2 separate regions of the Sus scrofa genome follow, and region 2 is linked to region 1. A link is a contact called in public HiChIP or PLAC-seq data. All regions are on one chromosome and are shown on one strand. Each heading gives the region's core, a stretch centred on a gene start, on an enhancer-like site or on the middle of the called end of the contact. The rest is flanking DNA. Distances are from core to core; before and after follow the strand shown.

Region 1 (4,036 bases), core at 873-3,372:
TTCTTCCTCACACCCAGATGCATACATGGAATGATGTTAAATACAGCAATATTCAAAACCAGGGCAGTGTGACAACAGCCCTTCAGGCCTGTGGACTGACAGTCCAGTGGAAGATGTTGGCAGGGCAGAGAGACACACCCTGTTCTGCCTGTGTTATTTATGCCTCTGGCAGTGAAGCCCCTGACAAAGAAGCATGTCACTGGAACACATGCTCTTTGTTCACAGAGGTGCATGCCAGCACCGGCTGTGTCAGAAGGGACAGTACCGGGTCTGTAATCTCTCCTCTGGCTCTTTTGCTTTCTTTTTATTTGCTGCACTTTGTGGTTATGTTTATTAATTACTTTGTAGCCTAATCTAATAAAACACACATTTATCTTGTGAGTCTTCATATCCTTGAGTTGGTCATTTAGAGAGGAAAGGATCCCAAGATTTGTCCCTTTCTCCCTCAGGACTGATATCACCTCCCCCATCAGCCACCAGGTTACCACTCTCTGTAGCACAGAGCTACAGTGTCCCAGTCTCCCTCAGCATCTCTCCTACAGAGTTCTGTCTGGCATGGAAGGCTCTCTACAGTTGTTCCCAACCTACTGTTCCAGAGAAGACCTCCATGTTGCTTTGAATGCTATGACTTCATTCAAGACAGACAGTGTAGCAGAAAAGATGGCAGGCCTTAGAATCAGACCCATCTGGGTTTAAACCCTAGCTCCACCTATTGTTGGCCCCATGGCTTCAGTTCCTCATTTGTGCAATGACTGAAAGAACATATTAAGCCCTAAAAGTGGATGCACACGAATTGCTTGTTAGCTCATGGAACTAAGTTTAGTTTTTCGTAAAAGCCTTCATCTCATAGTCTTGTGGTTCTCATAACCTTAGTTACAGACCTCGTGCGACATCCTGAAGAGCACTGCCCTCACCATTTCCCCATCACAAAAATGTCTGCTAAGACTAACATTTAAAATACAAGGGAACTACATACTAGAAAGTTTTTGCCTTTTTCCATAACCCTCCTGAAAATTTTCTGCTTTGACATTTTCATGCATCTGATATTTTAAAAATCGATATAGTTTTGTTTGCCACTAAATGAACTTAGGTGAAAGAGAGGAGTCTTAACTTTAAGAAAAACTTATGGTAATGCCATAGAGTTGTTTTTCTCTATTCCTAAATTGTTCTCAATCTTGGAGCTTCTTCTCTATACTAGAATTAAGATGGTATCTGATTTGACACGTGACTATGTACTTATTTTAAGATGAATGTAACTTCATATTACTCCCCAGAGGTCTGCAAAACCGACTTAGTGCTCTAACCCTGTCTCTCAGGGAGCTTTTTGAGGCAGCCCATGACAAAAGCTACCTGCCAAGCTTCCCCGAATTGGAGACCAACAAGAATCCACACACCTCAGAGGGGTGCCCTTAAAAATAAAGGAGATAAAAGTCTTGAGGAACCTCGGTAAACTTCGAGGCTCCATTAGAAATGCTAATTACTGCCTCCACTAGCCTATACTTAATGTTAGAAAACCCAGGGAGATTCTCCCGAACTCTGGAACGCTCGCATCTCTGCGGTTTGAGCAAGCGGCCGGGGCTACCCCGTCCCCATCGGTCTCAATGGCCGACTCCGCCAAGTGCCACGCGCTACAGCGCGGGCCGGCAGCGATTCTGCCCCCCAACGGGGGTCCTCACAGCACTTCCAGCCCCACTTGGCCAAGGAAACACAGGTCTCGTGCTGTTGGCCCCATGCTGTAGTTGGAGGGGAGCGGGAGGTGACCCCGAAAGCCCCGGTCCCGCGCTCTCAAGTCTGCCGCCTTCGCCGGTGTCGGGTTGGCCTGGCCGAGGCTCGGCGCGAGGGCTTGGCCTTAGAGAGCTCCCAAGACCGACCGCAAAGTCTCCCCGCAGCCCGCTCGGCCGACTTCCAAGCGCGGGCTGGAGACCTGTCTCCAGGCGCGTCGAGGAAAGACCCAAGGTCTCAGCTGGGGGACGGGCGGGGAAGCCCCCGAGGTGGGTCTTACATCAGCCACCCCACGTGCGACCGGAGGGCGGGAAGAAGCCACTCCTGTCCCCCGGGCTGCGCCTTTTCCCCCCCAGCCTCCGCCCCTCCCGCCGCGCCTCTCCCCGCCCCGTCCTTGGTGCACCGCGGCTGCCGAGCCGAGCGGCGCCGCGCGGGGCCGAGTCGAGCCGAGCAGCCACCCGCGCCGCGTCGCCGGTTTAAGCGCAGTGCGGAGCCGCGGCCGGGGGCGGCGGTAGTGAGACCAGCGCTGCGCTCCAGCCCCCTTTTCCCTCCATGGTTTCTCTCCGCTCCCGTGAGTAACTTGGCTCCGGGGGCTCCGCTCTCCTGCCCGCACGCCGCCAGCCGCCCCGGACCGCGCCGCCGGCCTCTGCCTCGAGCAGACCCCTTCCGACGGCCCTCGCTGCGCAGGCTGGGAGCCTCTCCCCCCTCCGCCCCCGTTGCGGAAAGTTAAGTTTGAAGAGGGGGGAAGAGGGAAACATGGACATGAAGAAGAGAATCCACCTGGAGCTGAGGAACCGGACCCCGGCAGCTGTAAGCAGAATCCCCTTCGGGCTCCCTCTCCCCCCGATGACTTGCATGTAATGGTGGCCACCTGCGGGGTCCCAGACGCGGGCTCGCCGACCCCGGCGCGGGCAAGAGCGCAGCTCGCGGGCTCGGACGGGAAAGGCGGGCGGGCAGGCGGGCGGGCGCGGAGGGGGGAGCGAGCGCGCGGGATTAACTCTTTGGCGCCCGCGGGCCCCTGCGGCCGTCCAGGGAAGGCGGTGGGGTGGGGGAAAGCAAACTTTGAGCTCTTCGCCCGCCGGGGTCCTTTCCCGAAGGAGCGCGTGTGCGTGTGGCCGGCGGCAAGAGAGGGAGGAGGGGGTTGTGTAACGCTGGGAGCCATGTTTGCAGCCTCCCGAGATGCGCGGCCGGGCGGAGGCCGGGCCTACGGAGGAGCCGCGCTGCCAGTCCGGACTGGGCCCGCTGCGGGCCAGGCCGGCCTCCGCGTGCCCCCGGCCGGCCCGGGAGGGGGCTCGGGCGGAGCAGGAGGCTCCTCCAGCCAGGTCTCGCGGTTGGCGCCGGTCCGGCCAGGACGGGAGCGGAAGGACGAACAGAGGGTTCTTTGCCTCCAAGGGGGACAGGAAGCCCCCTCGGGCGCCGGGGGGCTTGGGCGGGCGCGGCCTGGCGCGCGCGAGCTGGGGAGGGGCGAGCCCGGGTGGCGGAGGTGGCGCAACCGACGCCCCTCCCGAGGCCAAGTTTGAAAAAAGGAGTCGGTTCCCGCCATTTTTCAAGCCTAAAAATAAAACTTTGTCTACCTATCTCTCGCGCCCCTTTCGACCCCCAGGCCTTCCCCAGTCCCGGTCTCCAAATGCAGGCCGCGCTCGGCCCGAGCTAGCAGTTGTGGCGTAAGCGGCTTCTCCCTCCCCCCCGCGCCGCGGCGGCGGAGCCCGGGGGCCCCTGCCCGGGAGGTTGGCCCCTCGGTGTGGGCGGGCGGCGGCTCCTCGCGTCAGCCCAGGCGCGCCACAGGCCGACGCAGCGCCATGTTGGCGGGCACCCGTCTCCTTCCGCCGCGTGAGTCGGCCTGCGGGCTCTGTCCGTCCGGCCCTGCCCGCCCGCACCGGCGGTGGCTCTGAGCCGCCGCTCCCTTGGCCGAGCCTGCGGTTTGTTTGGCGCGGGCCTCGCCAGGGCTCGGCTCGCACTGGCGGGAGCCGAGCGCTCCGGCCGTCGCCGACTCATCTTTCGGGCGCGCTGCCGCCCCCTCCCCCCTTCTTAAAAGGGCAACGGCAGGCGGCCGCCTCCGCCCCTAGTCGCGGGTACAGACGGGCCTCGGCTGTGCTTGCTTGCCGGGCGGGCGCTGCCCCGCACGTGCTTCAGAGCCGCAGATCCAGGCCGGTGCTCGCCTGCCGCGGCTCCGTGAGTCGCTGGTGGGCCTTGAAGAGTCACGTCTTTATTCTCTACCCCGCCCTCCCCGCGAAGTAGAGCGGCTTCCCGCGGCAGGGCGCGGGGCCATGTTTCCTGGCGCCAGCGCTGGGAGGCCGCGCCTCCGCCAGAACCC
Region 2 (4,036 bases), core at 529-3,028, 55 kb before region 1:
TTCAAGGGATACACATGATGAGCCAAGAATCTTATATACCTAAAATATATATACATACACACACACTTTTTGTTTTGTTTTGTTTTGTTTAGGTCTGCACCTACAGTACATAGACGTTCCAGGCTAGGGGTTGAATCTGAGCTGCAGCTGCTGGCCTGAGCCAGAGCCACAGCAACACCAGATCCAAACCTTGTCTGTGACCTTCATCACAGCTCATGGCAACACCAGATCCTTAACCCACTGAGCAGGGAATCAAACCCATGTCCTCATGGATGCTAGTTGGGTTCATTACTGCTAAGCCACAACAAGAACTCCAAAAAGTTCTATTTTTCATGCTTCTTTTCTAAATGAATACTTTAAAATTGAACAGTTTGGAGCCCTTCTTTGCACTTTTCCCTTGTTTGACTGTACCCTAAACACAAACACCTGTAAGCTAAAGATCAGGCACTGTGAACACAATTGCCTGTGGGTTAAAGATTAGAAGCACAAGATGTTTTTCAGCAATTTTCCTAGTTTGTCCTAATCTGTGACCAATCTGTCCTTTTGGTAAGTACTGTTATTCGAGGAAAAGGCAAGATTCCATAAATCAGAAGACCACCAGGATCATGATGAGCTCTCCTGACACCAGCTTTGATGACTAAAATTTCCTGAAAGAAAAACACGTTTGCCCCAATCTTGACTCTTACCTGAAACCCTGTTCTTCTCCTTTTAGATTATAAAACTCCCTGCAATTCTTCCCCAAAGGAGGAGAGTCTTTAAGACATTAGCCTGCTGTGGTCTCCTTTGCCTGGCAAAGCAATAAAAGCTATATTTTTTTTTCTCCTTCACCCAAAACTGTCTCTGGGGTTCCATTTGGTAGCAGTTGGACAGAGACCCAGTTTTTGGCAACAGTCTCAAGAACTTTCACTTTTCTAAGTGAAATAAAACCAGTAATAACCTAAACACCCAACAAAAGGAACTGGGTAAATAAGAGCACACCTATAAAACAAAACAGTGTGCAACCTCTTAAAATTAACATTAATTGCCATGGAAAGTTTTTACAAACCTTAAGGTTTTGAGGTTATAAAACAGTGGGATTACATATCAACACATATTTCTAGGATATATGCACTGAAAAAATTATGGAAGGTATAAACCAAGATATTAACAGAGGTTTTCTCTGCTTGATGGCCAACTACTTTAACCTTTTTTCCATTTGCTTCCTCTAATTTCCAAAGTTAAGACAGTCTCCTGCATAAGTAAGAGTGAAAATACAGAGAAACAAGCCCATGACCATCTTTCCAGGTTCAGCTTAAAACTATTTCCTACAGCACCGGATGCTTCTCTCTGGTGGCATTAACTCCTAGTCGGCACAGCACCTGATGTAAACATCCTATCTCTCCTTTATGAGTGAGAACTCTCCAAAGGACAGGCCACTACACTGCAGGTGGCTGTTCTGCCAAGGTCAGCCGACCTCAGCCACCACGAACAGGGCAGGAGAGATGACGTCATCCTGCTCCACCTCCGATACATCACGTGGTCGTCTAAGCACGTGACCCGTGCCTTCGCAATAAACAGGAAAAGGACCCAGTCCGTTCACGGTCTCGCTTTCCTTGTCCTCTCTACAGTTAAGTCGGCTGCCTGCACTTATGGTTGTTCTGAGAGAGGAACCGCCAGCCTCTTAAAAGTTACCTGTCTCCAGAGTTGGCTTCACGCACCCGCACGGGGTAGCTTTAGGGCGAGGCCCAGGGTCCTCCAAGCCGCGCATAACTACTGGTTGCACAGGTGCCCACCCAACGCGTTAAGCCTTCCGCTTCCGGTCTCCGCGCCTGGCGCCTGCGCAACAGCCGCTCGGGCTGGTGGCGCTAAGATCCAGCACGCGCTAGGGGTGTGGGGTGCGCGCCGCGCGCGCAGCGGGCGGCGGCGGAAGCAGAACTGAGGTTGAGGTTGTGTACCTGAGGTCTCGTTCCGTTCCTGAACCCGCGTCTATGCGGTCCCGCCTGGATCCACAGCAGTTTCCCGCCCTCTCAGGGCAGCTAGCGACTCCGAAGTTACTGCCCGTTTCAAGGGGGACTCGTCATTGAAGATTTATGCATAAAGATATCTCTCTCGAAATAAGCAACCTGCGTATCTAACGCATGACGATAATTTTTAAAGACAAAGGATATGTATGGGTAGTATATCACATAGCAAGATGATCGGATGTTAGAAAATGTTAATACTTGGATGGTGGGAATACACAAATGGTCATTTATACTTATCTGTATGCTCCCATTTTTCCGTAATAAGAAGGATGTTTTGTCAGAAAGGAGCCCCAGGTAAATCTTATTTCAAATCTAATGGATGGGTAGACCCACACCAGATTAGGTAGGGGTTGAGAGGTGGAGACTTGTTTCCTGTGCGTCATACTTCATGGGAACTGAAGCGAGAATGAAATTTGAATCAACATGCCATATACATTGAGGAGATTGTGCCATCGTTTCTGGAGAGCTCTAAAAAACTGAGGGCCAGCAAGAATCAGTTTTCATTCCATTGGATGGCCAGTTATCCTTGCACCGCTAGCCTGCCCTTTTACCCATTGACTTGTAACGTCTTCTCTCACCTGTATATTTTATCAAGTTTCTCTGTATACATAATTCTGCTTCTGAGCTTTTTATCCTGTTGTTGCATGAGGGTTGGGGTGCGGAGGGTGGAGCATGTGCCTGCAAAATAAATTATTCAAATAAAACTGCATAGATGTGGAAGCTTTATAACCATGAAAAGCTGTTCCTCAACTGGTTCATTTGTCGTGGACTAAATAGATCACTAGCAGAAAAGGAACATTGGAAGGAGCCAAAGATTTAAAGATCGTGGGGTTTAAAACAAAAACTAAAAATTGAGAAAATTCGTACACCTACATATCTTCTGATAGGTCTTTTCCACGTGAAAATTTTAAAAAGTTCTCTTGTGGCAAAGCAGGTTAAGGATCTGGCATTGTCACTGCAGCGGTCTGAGTCGCTCTTGTGGCGGGAGTTGGATCCCTGGCCCAGCAACTTCTTCATGCCACCAGCGCAGCCAGAAAAAGAAAAAATTAGACAAGAATGCTATTGTTTTCAGGAGGAAAGAGTTCTGGGGCAGCTGAAGAAACAAGAACAAGTTGCAGAAGGGCTGAGCTATATACCCGCTGTAAAACTGGGGCCGTAACAGCAGCAGTTGGCCACTAGATGGGGGTGTTGCTAAAAGTGATAGTCGGTTAATTTGTGGCCAGGCTGTTGCAGAAATGAGGGGTATATGCGCTCCTGGCCTTAGAAATCATATATCGTGATAATCACACCAAAAATACATTACCAAGTGTGACAAGTTCTGAAATGCAAAACAGACTTGGAGATACTGGTGAGGTACATTAATCCCTGTTTTAGAAGTAAAATTTCTCTATGGGAGACAGGAACTTGAATATATAGCACTTTTATTACATGAAGTTTTCATTAGCCTGTCTAGAGTTACATATGATTATTTGTATTTATGAGACAACCCTTTCTCTGGAGGTAGGACCTAGGAATCTGCCTTTAAAAAATCTAAATGATTCAAAGCAGGTGGTCATCTGCCTACACTGTGAGAAGAACTTCTCAGTGTAATGAATAAATGAATCATCTTTCATTTGGGTGAAGGATCTTTTTTTTCCTTCCGCTTTTTGGGGCTGCACCCGCAGCATATGGAAGTTCCCAGACTAGGGGTCAAATCGGAGCTACAGCTACCGGCCTATCCACAACCACAGCAACTTGAGATCTGAGCTTCATCTTCAAACTACATCACAGCTCACAGCAATGCCGGATCCTTAACCCACTGAGGGAGTCCAGGGATGGAACCTGCATCCTCATGGATATTAGTCGGATTCATTTCCACTGCACCACAACAGGAACTCCCAGTGAAGGATCCTTTTGAAAATCAAAACTTTGGATCCTCACACACATCATACTTGATATAATATTCATGGATTTTAAAGACCAACCATTGCACCTACCATGAGCACAGTGTAGTACAAAGTAGGGTTAGATGGATTCTTGCAAAATTTTAATTC

Evidence for each region. HiChIP or PLAC-seq counts read pairs in DNA pulled down with a chosen protein or histone mark.
Region 2: a contact with region 1 is called in an H3K27ac HiChIP or PLAC-seq map of skeletal muscle. The contact joins the promoter of TRMO here to the promoter of ANP32B in region 1. A contact is called at or near these places in 2 of 5 promoter capture datasets (fetal liver and liver), 9 of 47 Hi-C or Micro-C datasets (brain, embryonic fibroblasts, epiblast stem cells and 5 more) and 2 of 2 datasets of contacts at active chromatin or transcription factors (alveolar macrophages and skeletal muscle).

The regions. Positions count from the first base shown.
Region 1 is chr1:239,839,940-239,843,975 of Sscrofa11.1, forward strand. It overlaps ANP32B (acidic leucine-rich nuclear phosphoprotein 32 family member B), which reads left to right and starts at 2,123. Exons shown (of 7, transcript XM_021066477.1): 1 at 2,123-2,532. The coding sequence starts at 2,479.
Region 2 is chr1:239,785,154-239,789,189 of Sscrofa11.1, forward strand. TRMO (tRNA methyltransferase O) reads right to left here and starts at 1,779. Exons shown (of 6, transcript NM_001243624.1): 1 at 1,672-1,779. The coding sequence starts at 1,747.